Linked DNA regions of Zea mays: region 1 is linked to region 2. Evidence: chromatin contacts called from public Hi-C data. All regions are on one chromosome and are shown on one strand. The core of a region is the stretch at or near the end of the contact, and the rest is flanking DNA. Distances in the headings are between cores, read along the strand shown. Region 1 holds the start of LOC100279978 (Serine carboxypeptidase K10B2.2). Region 2 holds the start of LOC100383245.

What was found. Hi-C and Micro-C count contacts between places; a contact is called where the count stands out from the background.
Region 1: a Hi-C map of leaf shows a contact between it and region 2, with 2.2 times the contacts expected there. The contact joins the promoter of LOC100279978 here to the promoter of LOC100383245 in region 2. A contact is called at or near these places in 6 of 25 Hi-C or Micro-C datasets (ear, endosperm, leaf and 1 more).

Annotation. Positions count from the first base shown.
Region 1 is chr9:13,943,150-13,946,142 of Zm-B73-REFERENCE-NAM-5.0, reverse strand. It overlaps LOC100279978 (Serine carboxypeptidase K10B2.2), which reads right to left and starts at 1,460. Exons shown (of 10, transcript NM_001152926.1): 1 at 1,042-1,460. The coding sequence starts at 1,312. LOC100275680 reads right to left here. Exons shown (of 6, transcript NM_001149708.2): 6 at 2,147-2,993. The coding sequence ends at 2,512.
Region 2 is chr9:13,785,875-13,789,023 of Zm-B73-REFERENCE-NAM-5.0, reverse strand. LOC100383245 reads left to right here and starts at 1,286. Exons shown (of 5, transcript NM_001361976.1): 1 at 1,286-2,134; 2 at 2,716-2,975. The coding sequence starts at 1,723.

The sequences.
Region 1 (2,993 bases), core at 211-2,710, 160 kb before region 2:
GCAGCTCTGTCGATCTAGGTGATGGTCCTCGCAAGATTGGTTTCAATTCGCTGGTGATCCTTGGAGCTTGGGATATTTGGCAACACCGCAACGATTGCGTCTTCAAGGGGATCTCTCCTAATTTGTATAGTGTGTTAGGGTTGGCCGACGACGACCACACTCTGTGGTGTATGGCTGGGGCCAAGGGCCTTTCCATGTTGTTAGCTTTCGGGTGTGTGGGCTGTGGACCTGTCCTTTTTCTTTCTGTTTTCTTCTATTTATGAAATGATAAGCAGGTCTCCTGCGTGTTTGAGAAAAAAAAAGTTCTACTTATATATAGCTTAAATCTAATGCTCACGACCACCAACTCATGTAGCTTTATTAAAAAACGACAAATTAGATCACGATCTAGAGATCCAACTTGCTTGCATGCTTGCACAGTCGTCATTCAGAGAGAGAGTTGGGTGAAAATTAAAAGAGCTATCCAGACAATGGATACCCCTTTACTAAAGTTTAGTTAGTATCACATAGGATGTTTAAATGTAGTCTAATTACACAAATGAACATATGATAAGTAAATGTTTATTGTAGCATCACATGAGTGAATCATGGACTAATTAGTTTTAACAGATTTGTCTTGTCGTTTAATCCTCGTCTCTCTCTTTTTCTATTAAAGTTTAATCTTGATCGATGTAATTAGTTTTGTAATTAGAGTATATTTAATACTTGATCTAAACTTACGGCCCCCAAGCTAAATCCTAGTCCTGGCAAGAATGAGGGTACCACAAGCATCTGTGCATGTACACACAGCGCACGCAAGGCATCACTCTCGGCTCCCCTGTTAAAAAACAAGCTGGAGACCACAGGTCACCTACACCGAAGTCCGAAAATCCTTGGTTGCCCGATCCCCCGCAACCTCAATCAGATGATTAGTCCACAGATCTCCCCCAAGTACCCATCAGACCCAAACAGTCATCACAGTACGAAACGGATCGCGAAGCGAAGCACGCAGCAGGCGGGCGGGTGATAAGGTATGGGTACGTAGGTAGGTAGCGCACGCACCTCCGTTGAGCCAGAGCACGAGGGGCTTGGACCCCGGGTCCTTCTCGGCCTCAAAGAACCAGTAGAAGAGCGCAGCGCCGCGCTGCTCGCTGACGGTCACGTACCCGGCGTACTGCGCGAAGCTGGTGTTGAAGGCCTGCCCCGGCACCCGCGGCACCCGGTCCCGCGCCTGCTCCTCCCGCCACCTCCCGTCCCCGGCGGCGGCGGAGGCCACGACGACGGCGACGGCCAGTAGGAGGGCGGGCAAGAGCACTGCGGATCGGTAGGCCATCGTGGGCGACGACTCCGGCGCGAGGTTAGCGGGTAGCAGAGGAGCAGTGGCCTAGCTGGTAGTACTAGTAGCGGCCAATCAACGGCGCTCGTGCTCTGAATTCGTATTCATTCATTCATAATAAAAACTCCGCACGGGAACCGTTGCGGTTAAGGTTGGGTGAAGCGCAAGCGAAGTCTGCGAAGCGAAACTGAAAGAGAGGAAAGTGTGCGGCTAGCTGGCGGGACACGCGAGCCGCCGCCCGTGAGGCTATCCTCAGTGCCATATCTTTGATCTATAATCCTTTAGTCGTCAAGATTCCTTACTTTATATTATAATTTTCCACACTACCGCTATATATATATTCCTTCTATATCAACTATTAATACATATTTTATTCATTCTAATTCCACTATTATATTTTTTCCTTTATATAACACACGATTTCTTGCTATGGTCAATACTAGTATCATAACGATTTGCACGCGCTATAAATATAATTGATGAAATACTGTAGCTACGCAACTATGCCGCGAAATATATAGCGTATACAACACTGCGATCTGGTCCCGTGAGCGGGGTGACAGACTTGCAGTTGCAGGTGAGGAACTAGCATGATGATGTGTTTGGTCTTGGGTGCGGATCGTGTGATTATGTTGGGTGGAGCGCGGCACGGCCCGGCACGCCAACGCCATCAGCCCATCACGTGCACACCAAGCCACGGTCTATTTTGGTTTGACATGATTATAGTCGCGTAAAAATTAAAAGCCAACCTAACAGACCCAAAACTAAAAACGGGACCGAGTGTTTGAGTTATGGCACAAAATTAACAACGAAACTGAGTGGTTATGAGTTATGACAGATGAAAACATTACATTCACGTCAATCTGGAACATGTCAATCTGAAAACCTTACGTTCATGACAGATCGAAACAACCTTTATATACACGTCAATCAGGAACATACAGGGTACCAGTGGAGGTGCCGCCTGAAAATTAAGCTCAGAAGTTTTGCGTGGGACACGATTGAGTTAAAAGAACCAACGAACATCTCAATTTTTCCACTACCCATTTCAGTCGCGAAACACACAGCTGGGGCAACCTACCGAGTGTCACATTTACAGGGCGGGGAACTGGTGCACCAGAATACAACCTACCGGATTTCTTATTGCTTGGGTACAATCTTTACAGCATAAGGGCGCGAGGTCTTGACTTCCAGCTTCAGTTCTCTGTACCCTCTGGTATCTTGAAGAGGAACTGTGGTAGCGAGGCAATGCGGGGGAGGTTAGTCAGCAGCTCCCCAAACGAATCCTTTCTTGACATGGCTGGTAGATTGGTGGCATCTGTAGGTTTCCCAGTTGGTGCAGAGCTGAATTCTTCGTCGGAACCATCCGAGGCTTCAACACCGATGCTGTCGCTGTCATTTGGCTCAGGTTTTGGTTTGGTAACCGGCACTGTGTCTTTCTGAATCAAACAGCAGAGGGAGTCCACCCTGGCCATCAGTGATCTCTCGTCTGAAGCAGAAACCGGTGGGCCTTGTGTGTCACCAAGAAGGTACTGAGCAATCCCCTCAAGTGTTTCTTTGGTCGGCACCTCGTTGTTGGCCAACGCCGGATTGCCTGAAGTGATCTGCTCTGAGATGCAGTTGCCTAGGTGGTTCACAAAATCATCCACAGACATCGATGGTCTAAGCCCAGGCACCT
Region 2 (3,149 bases), core at 37-2,536:
TCTAAATTTGGATGCTTTAATAGTTGTTTTTTTATCTGATCACTTATATCTAATAGCTATAATTTTACTTTGTCATCTATATTATTAGGGTCTATTTGGAATGACTATGCTCCTCCATGGAGTAGCTCTACTAAAAAATTCTAGGATGGATGGAGCAAATTTATTATGGAGTTTTAGTTGTGTTTGGGTAGAAAAGGGTTCCTAGCTCTAGGAATAAGATTTTACAAGCGAAAGTACATCTTTTCCCTTGGTTGAATGATCCCACTTGTCAGTCTCTTGTATCTTCAATCATGTTATCCAAAGCATGGCGATGCTCGGGCAAGCTTGGGCGACAACCTCGGTGGGCAAGGAGACGTAGCGGCCGGTAGGCAGAGGACGACTTGCGATGATCGGCAGAGGAGGAGGAACCGTATCGGCTAGCGTGCAAAGGAGGAGGCACGCTTGTCAGCGGAGCGAGGAAGAGGCACGGCAGGCGGTGGAGGGAGGACCCACGATGCCCCGTGGATAGAGGGAGGAGGCGCGACTGGCGACATGCATGGGAGGAGGCGTGGTTGACGACGGAGGGAGAAAGTGCGAGGAGGAGAAGAGAAAGGTTACAGGAGAAAGAAAGAATCAATCATGTAAATATACTTGTAAGCTTTATGTCTAGTTTGTTTTTAGTTGTTTTTGAAGTAGGTAAAAAGGCACTCCGGTTTTTTACTATAGTTTTAGAAACTATGTAGAGTTTTTTGTTTAAAGCCGAAGTGTTTGGACTGATTTGGTGAGAAGGGATCACGGGGGGATCAGAGGGAATTGAGGGGGAAATTAGTTTATTTCCCCCTCAATCCTCTCCAATCCTCCCGTGATCCTCTTGTCACCAAATTAGTCATTAGTGCGGGTAACCGGGTTGGAGTTCCGCTCCAGAACTATGCCAAACAGCGACAGTATAGTGTTAAGCAGGAATTTTGCTGGAGATGCTCTAGCCGATTAGCTAACTATCCCTGTCGTACTCGTACCACTCTGACGTCACGCAGCAAGGCTACCCAACTGCACTAGTACACGACCCACCGCACAAGGCTGGCCCGGTATCAGGGGCCCACACGACAGGCACTCTTTGTCCATGCTGCTGTCAGCTAGCGAGCCAGCTCACCGTTTTTAAAACCAATTAAACAAAAGGTCAAACGGCTAACCTGCCGAAGGAATCTCCCAATTTCTTAGGACTTCGATCTCGTGCAACTTTTTTTACTTCACGCTGTTCTTGTTTATAGTCCACTTGTACCTGATGTCTGCAGCTAACCCCATTCATGTCTCGATGCCCAGTGGTGTGTTTTTGGAAGCCATTGGGCACCATTCGCCTGCCAAAAATTTTTCTTGACATTTTTCTCCATTTCTTTTGCCAGTTTATCCCAAGTTCAGATTGTAACAAAAGGTTCGAGCAAACTTTTGATCTGATTGATACCTTCAGGAGCGGTTAGCTTGACACTCTCTTGGTTTTTTCAAGACTTTCTGGATCGATACGATACAGACGCACCTACCTCACCCAGCTCCGATCTTGCTGTCGCTTCCCACAGTGCGTAGAATCCAAGAAACCCCAAATCTGTGCCTGGAGCATCGAGCATCCATTATCCGGATCATGGAGAGGTTCGGTAAAGCCCAGTGAAGAAATCCGAGCTCTGTTGCAGTCTCCTAGCGGGCTGCGGGCCATAGGAGATCTCGCGCGCGACAGCACAAGCGACCACGGAAATGTCGCCGCAGCCGGCCCCCGACCTCGCCGAGGACAAGGAGAGGGACACCAATGTCTTCATCGAGGAGGCCCCGGGATCGCCAGCTAAGGTGGCCGAGGGCGACGGCCATGGCCACGGCAGCCCCCCAACGTCGCCGGTGGCGTGGTTCCGGATGCTGGCCAGGGAACTGCACTGGAGCTTCGTCTTCGGCGTGGTGGCCACGTACGGCATCAGCCAGGGCCTCGGTGGCGGCATCTCGCGCGTCGCGTCCGACTACTACTGGAAGGACGTGCAGCGGGTGCAGCCGTCGGTGGCGCAGGTGTACCAGGGCGTCACGTCCATCCCCTGGATGGTCAAGCCGCTCTGGGGCCTGCTCACCGACGTGCTCCCCGTTGCCGGATACCGCCGCCGGCCCTACTTTATTCTTGCAGGTGAGGAGCATGTGTTGGTTTTTGGTTAGAGACGCTCCTGGGTCCTGATTTCTGGAAAACCAGTGTTCCTCGTTCAATTTGGTAGGAACTTTAGGACTGAAAAATATCTTGCGGAAATGTAGGAGTGCAAGTAAAGTTAGATGACTCGTAATCCTGAAAAGTAGTGACAAAACGTGTCAACGGCAATGAGCATCAAACATGCCTATTAGCTAATGGCTATGCACTAGTTGACTTTACATCTAGTAGGTGCAGCATAAGATCCAAACTAAATCATTAAAAAAACTTGTTTTAAAATGATGATTAGTTCAGTACATCTTAATTTTGATTCATTAACTGCATGGAGGAGTACCAAATAGCTAGTAGGAAGGAATCAATGTGACTGTGTAGGTGCATTTATTTTGAAAAAACAAGCTTTGCAGCAAACAGCATAAGCCAAAATGAGCCATTGTTCGCTAACAATGGCATTCATACTACTACTACTATTCTCTTGATAGGAGAATAAGCTTCATTTAGTAAAAGCATAAATAGAAAATGAGTATTTTGTTTGTTTTGTTCCCTCCCTGTTTTTGAGGAGTATGCAGGCTTCATCGGAGTGATTGCAATGCTTATACTCGCTCTCCACAGCAAGCTTCATGCATTGTTCGCTTTGTTGGCATTGATGACCGGAAGCGCTAGCGTGGCGATAGCTGATGTTACTATAGATGCTTGCGTGGCAGAAAACAGTATAGTGTACCCTCATCTTGCTGCTGATATGATAAGCTTAAATGGATTCTGTTCATCTGTTGGAGGTCTTATCGGATTCTCAATAAGTGGTTTTCTTGTTCATGCAATAGGGGCTCAAGTGAGTATCACTAGTTCATCTCTTAAGATTTGTTTGAGTTTCGTGCTTTTGAAATTTCTTTGATGTGCATTTATCACTGCTAGAATTAGAACCCCTGGATATCTTCATCTTAATCTAATTCGAAGTAATTTCATCCGATGCATTTTTTCTGCATAATAATCAGTCAACTTTACT